Regions from separate parts of the Anser cygnoides genome. Here region 1 is linked to region 2. A link is a contact called in public Hi-C data. All regions are on one chromosome and are shown on one strand. Each heading gives the region's core, a stretch centred on a gene start, on an enhancer-like site or on the middle of the called end of the contact. The rest is flanking DNA. Distances are from core to core; before and after follow the strand shown.

Region 1 (2,700 bases), core at 173-2,672, 160 kb before region 2:
ACGTATATACATTTTAAAAATTGACAAGTGATTTTATCAAACTTGATGGTTCATAAATTCCTGCTATATGATATTTTGATGCTAGTTTTGTAGCTGCTGGCATTGAGTTGGCATGTAGTTACGGACAAGCTTAATTCCATGCTAAGTAAGGTTCCTCCCTATCCTAGATATCTGGAATGAGGCCTAAGTAAAACATTGGTATATTTGGTATGAAGCAGCAGACCATGACTTTCAAAACACACTCTAAATGATGTGATCTTTCACCAGTGTATCCTTCCCTCCCTGTCCTCGCCCTTACAATTCTCTCACTCTTCTGCTTATGACTGACATACAAAATTAAATAGTGCCTGGATTAAACTACACACAGGCACATGCATACAAATTAACAGGACGGATCAGTTAAAGGTGTCTCAAAAGAGATGTCAAATAAAGTCCAGATTTACAAAGTCGCAGCTAACTGCCAAAATTACAGTGAACATAAACATACGCTTACGGTGGTCTGTTGAAGTACTCTGATGGTGAGCGAACAGTTGTGCTGTTTTGTTTAACTGATAGAGAACTCTGGAATTTCTGCTCACTCTTTGACTACTAGAAGTGTAACAACTGAAAATGTAACTCACAAAAGCAAAACAAGGAGGTTGAACTGTTCTGAATTAAGCCCCCCTCGGGTGGGCATCCTGTAACTTCCCTTCATTCCTGACTAACACAGATGCAAGGCTGTGTATAGCCCGGGCCTCTCTCCTCCAGCTAGCTGCTCACTTTCCCAAACCTGAACAGGACATAATTATTATGCAGGAGGTCTCTGCCGCTTTGCCAGCGTAACTGGTCAACAGCTTCAGAAGCTGTGAGAGGGAGCAGAACACACAGAGAAGGTAATTACATAAGATGATTCCTTGGGAAAGCAAATTAAAAAATCCCCGCTTTTGTTTAGTCCCTGCTGTGGTGAATCAGGCACTTTTGTCTTTAAATCAATAAAGCTTAGAAGAGATGGAGACACAAACAGACAGATGAGACTATTATTATTATGGGAAAGACGGGAAGTAGAAATTAATTTTGCAGTAGGTTTAAAGGTGATGATGTTAGGCATGCTTGGCTACGCAGCATGCAAAAACACCTTACAGTGATACAGAACAACACCTCAGAACTAATATCTAAGTGCCAATAAATTCGGACAGCTACATTTTGCTAACATTTGCAAACTACAGATCAAACAGGGACCTATACCCGAAGAAATCTAATGCTTATGTGCATGCCTAGGTTAAGTCATGTGCAGAGATCAAGTTTTCAGATGTTACAAGAGCCTGAACTCTGCGGACAGGTGTTGGGTAGGAACTCACAGGTAGCCCTTCACGAGAAGTACCACACAGTACGGGACTGCATTTAACTTACTCAAGTCTTTTTAACTTACTGCATGTAACTTACTGAGCATTTTGGGTGACTCCCACCTCTCGTCAGTAACTCCCCGTTGCCAAAATGCACTCTCATTTGCCTGCCTTCTGCCCTTTGAGCGACAGAGCTACTCACGGGCAGAAAACAGACGCACGTCCCGCCCGCCCCAGCCCCGCGCCGCCTGAGGCCGGCCGTCAGCGCCCCAACCGCCGCCGGGCGGCCATGACGGGGCGGGGCGGTGCCGCCGTAAGCAGGCGCGGCGGGGCCACCGCCCCCTTCCTGCTTCCGCCGTGCGGCCCCGCAGCGCTCCGGTACGGGCGGCGGCGGGCGAGGGCCGGCGGGGGGCGGCCGGGGCGCGTCCCGCCCTCACGGCACGGCGCTTGGGCCCGCAGGCACCGCGCCGCCCGCAGGTGGGGTCCGTTACCGCGGGGCACGTCGCGACAGGCCGCCCCGCGACACGGCCGGGGCCTGGCTGCCGGCGCGGCCCGCTCGCTGCCCGCGGTAGCGGGGAGGGGTGGCTCGGCGTGAGGGAGTGGCCGCGCTCCTCTGGGCGCTCGGAAGCTGTTTCTTATTTTTTTTTTTATGTCTCCTCCCGCAGCGTCGCCGCTTGAGGAGCGGGGAAGATGTTGGACGTGAAGGGCTGGGCCGAGTACGTCGTGGAGTGGGCTGCCAAGGACCCGTACGGCTTCCTCACCACGGTCATCCTGGCCCTGACGCCGCTGTTCATAATCAGCGCGGCGCTGTCGTGGAAGCTCGCGAAAATGATCGAGGCCAGGGAGCGAGAGCAAAAGAAGAAGCAGAAACGCCAGGAGAACATTGCAAAAGCCAAGCGAGCAAAGAAGGATTAAATGGGCAGGAAAGGCCTTCCTCGTGAAAAGAATCCACTTTTTTATTGAAGCACTGTTGGACGTTTTGTGTTGTAACCTTCCTTTGATACTTGATCCTCTTACATCTTGAAGTATGAAATTTAACTCCTTCAGTATATTTTTTTCTGCCGAAATGATCTGTGTTAAAGTTTGCCCAAGTGACACATGTTACAGCCATTTAATCTACTTGTGTTCCAGTGCAGGCTGCTTTTCTAAATTTGCATGTTAAATTCAAAAATGAATTAGTCGGGTGGCACTGGGGGCATTTATTTATTATTATTTTTTTCTATAGCTGAGCTATGACTTAACAAGTGTCTTAAAAGTGTCAAATTATGGGGATGACTCATTAAATGCTATAAGCTTTGGTTTCTTGGTATAGCAAGCCATTTTCTGTGTTGCAGGACCTCTTTTCTGTGGTCGTTCATGTTGTGCTTATGTGTATTTT
Region 2 (2,700 bases), core at 131-2,630:
TTTTTTTGTTGTTTTTTTCAAGCAGCTGAAAAGGGTTTGTCTCTTCTTAAAGCTTGAATGGCACCTATTTTTGCATATTTTTTTAACTAGGTACTGATGAAGAAAGACTACTCTGTAGTTTTGCATTGCTGGTGCGGAAGTCCTAGTTTTGGCCCACTATTTTGTAGTTATTCCACCCACCGCAGCAATAGAAAATGCATAAATATGCAGAGGTCAGAACCACTTGGAAGTAAGAGAAAGGGTGTATGCAGCTGCATTGTAAAAGGAGTGCATCCTACTGCTGAGTATGAGGGGCCAGACCGTAGTTTGTTGGTCTGCGACCTAGATCAGCACCTACTTCTTCAAACTCTCTGAAGCTTAAGTAGGGTCTGAGAATACACGTGGTCAAAACTGAGCTGCTCAGGCCTCCTATAAGGAGCCAGGAAAAATGTCCAAGTCTGGCACTTGTGCAGCAGCCAACTGCTTCCATAATTTGAGATTAAGTTTTAATAAGCAGGAGCAGAAACTGGAGATGCTGATCAGTCTGTGGGCTGTCAGCAAGTACTACTTCACTGTCCTGCTACGTTTCTTGCACAATGGTTTAGTTTTCTCTGTGTTACGAAGCATTCGAAGAAAGAAAATGCGTTCTTTCAGTGTGGTGTACGGGTGTATCGTAAGAGGCTGCATATAGTAGTACAGTTACCTGAGTGGCTTCAATAGAAAAGATTTCTGTGATGTAGCCTGTGAGAATCATGCGGTGTGCACCTGGACAGTTACATTTTTTCCTACCTAAAAATTGTGTTATTACAGGGGAAAGTGGAGTGCATCATTCAATTAAACCACTAAGTTTACAGTGAACACTGAGAGATAATGAGGGGAAGTGGGTTGGGATGTTGTGTTCCTTAGGTTTGGTGGAGGACAAATGCTGGTATTACTAGCTACTCCTGAGAAACTGAGTCCTGAAATTATCACTTTTTCTTTTTCTGTGAATTAGTGAAAGGACTGTGGTACAATTCTTTATCAAGGTGCTAATTAAACAGATGAACTGATGGATAAATCCATCTTCCATTGCTACCGTTTGAGCGTTTGCCAAGCCAACGCCTGGGCCCCTGTCCTGAACCATTTTCTGCTCAGCCACAGAAATGAAAACCGGCAGTTAATGCCCGTTTTGAGAAAAACAAGCCTCTCGTGGGAAGCCGAACCGCCCCACCGACGGGCGCTGTGAGAAGCCACCACTCCCAGCAACCGCCATTTCCCCTCCCTGTGCCTGTGTGTGGGGACGGACCCGTTACGCCCAGCCCCGCCCCCTCACCGGGCTCTACAAGGGGGGGGGGGGGGCAAGGCAGGGTCCGCCTCCACCAATCCGAGGCGGCGGCGCTTTGGTCACGTGGACAAGTGGCTGCCCAATGGGAAAAGGCGGCTCCCGGCAGGCCGGGATTCAAACGGTCGGCGGGCGCGGCGCGTGCGGCCTTGGTTTCCCTGGGGACGGCGCTGCCCGGCCCGGCCGCCCCCATGTCGGCTCGGCTGGTGGGCCCCGGGCCCTACCGCGCCACGCGGCTGGTGAGTGAGGGAGTGAGGGAGTGAGGGAGTGAGGGCCCCCCCGGGATCCACTCGGTGCTCGCTCCTCCGCTGGGGGCCCCGGGTTGCCTCTGAGGGGTCTACCTCCCCGCCCGGGGGTGTGTGGGGGGGTCTCCCGGTAGCGGCCGGGAGGAGATTTAAAGCCGTAAGGGGGGGGATTTAAAGCATTAGCTGTGGCTGTGGGTAGCACAAGCCTGTAGATTCCCCTGTTCCCCATCTTATGTTCTCACATCTCAGCTATTTAAACCATAGCTTCACGTTTCAGAGCGCTTGCCAGCACAGGTGATCCAAAAGTATGCGCCTCTGTATTCACATCCATCTGAATTTTCAGTTCCTTTCGTACAACCCAAATGTTTCCCGTGCAACATTCCCCTTAACGGTTTCCTTTGTTCCCCTTTCCCAGTGGAACGAGATAATTGAACTGTTTCGTGCCGCGATGCCTTTACGGAAGCATCGGTGCCGCTTCAAAAGCTACGAGCGTTGCTTCAAAGCCTCAGAGGCCGTGGACTGTTTACATGAACTACTCGGCTCCAATCAAAACTTTGGCCCTGAAGTGACTCGCAGTCAAACGGTTAAGCTGCTTAAAAAGTTCCTGAAAAATCATGTTATTGAAGATATTAAAGGAAGATGGGGTAAAGAGGACTTTCAAGATGACGGCCATTTGTATAGGTAAGTCTATATATGATGTCTCTGCAAAACTTAAGTTTTATGAATACACTAATAACTTTTGTTAGTCTTGCAAATATTTTTGTGAAATGCTGTTGGAATGGTATCAATGTTTTTTTTTCCTTTTCCTTCCTGTTAAAGGCATTTGTCTTTCTAGTGATGACAAGGGTCGGGTTTAACGTTTGATTTTTATTTTTTAAATAGTTTTAGGGAACTTTTAACTTGACTTCAATTTGATGAATACTAGCAAAAGCTTTTACAGCTTTTAGAAGGTAGTGACTTCTGTTTGCTGTTGATAGACATTAGGTTTGTTGGTGACTGAAACTGTGTGAAAAAGGTGCTGCTTAAAGTCAGGATGGCACTGAGCACCCAATCCCACCCACTGCTACTCTGTTCTACATTTCCATTTCTTCTAAGAGAAGAGAAAGACATCTGCATTTAACAGTTATTCATAACAATGTTTTTTTTTTTATGCCT

What was found. Hi-C and Micro-C count contacts between places; a contact is called where the count stands out from the background.
Region 1: a Hi-C map of liver shows a contact between it and region 2, with 1.9 times the contacts expected there. The contact joins the promoter of SMIM15 here to the promoter of DEPDC1B in region 2. A contact is called at or near these places in 2 of 7 Hi-C or Micro-C datasets (granulosa cells and liver).

What each region holds. Positions count from the first base shown.
Region 1 is chrZ:74,638,262-74,640,961 of Taihu_goose_T2T_genome, reverse strand. SMIM15 (small integral membrane protein 15) reads left to right here and starts at 1,422. Exons shown (of 2, transcript XM_066987626.1): 1 at 1,422-1,700; 2 at 1,988-2,700. The coding sequence starts at 2,013. The coding sequence ends at 2,237.
Region 2 is chrZ:74,481,514-74,484,213 of Taihu_goose_T2T_genome, reverse strand. DEPDC1B (DEP domain containing 1B) reads left to right here and starts at 1,380. Exons shown (of 11, transcript XM_048051652.2): 1 at 1,380-1,539; 2 at 1,961-2,226. The coding sequence starts at 1,492.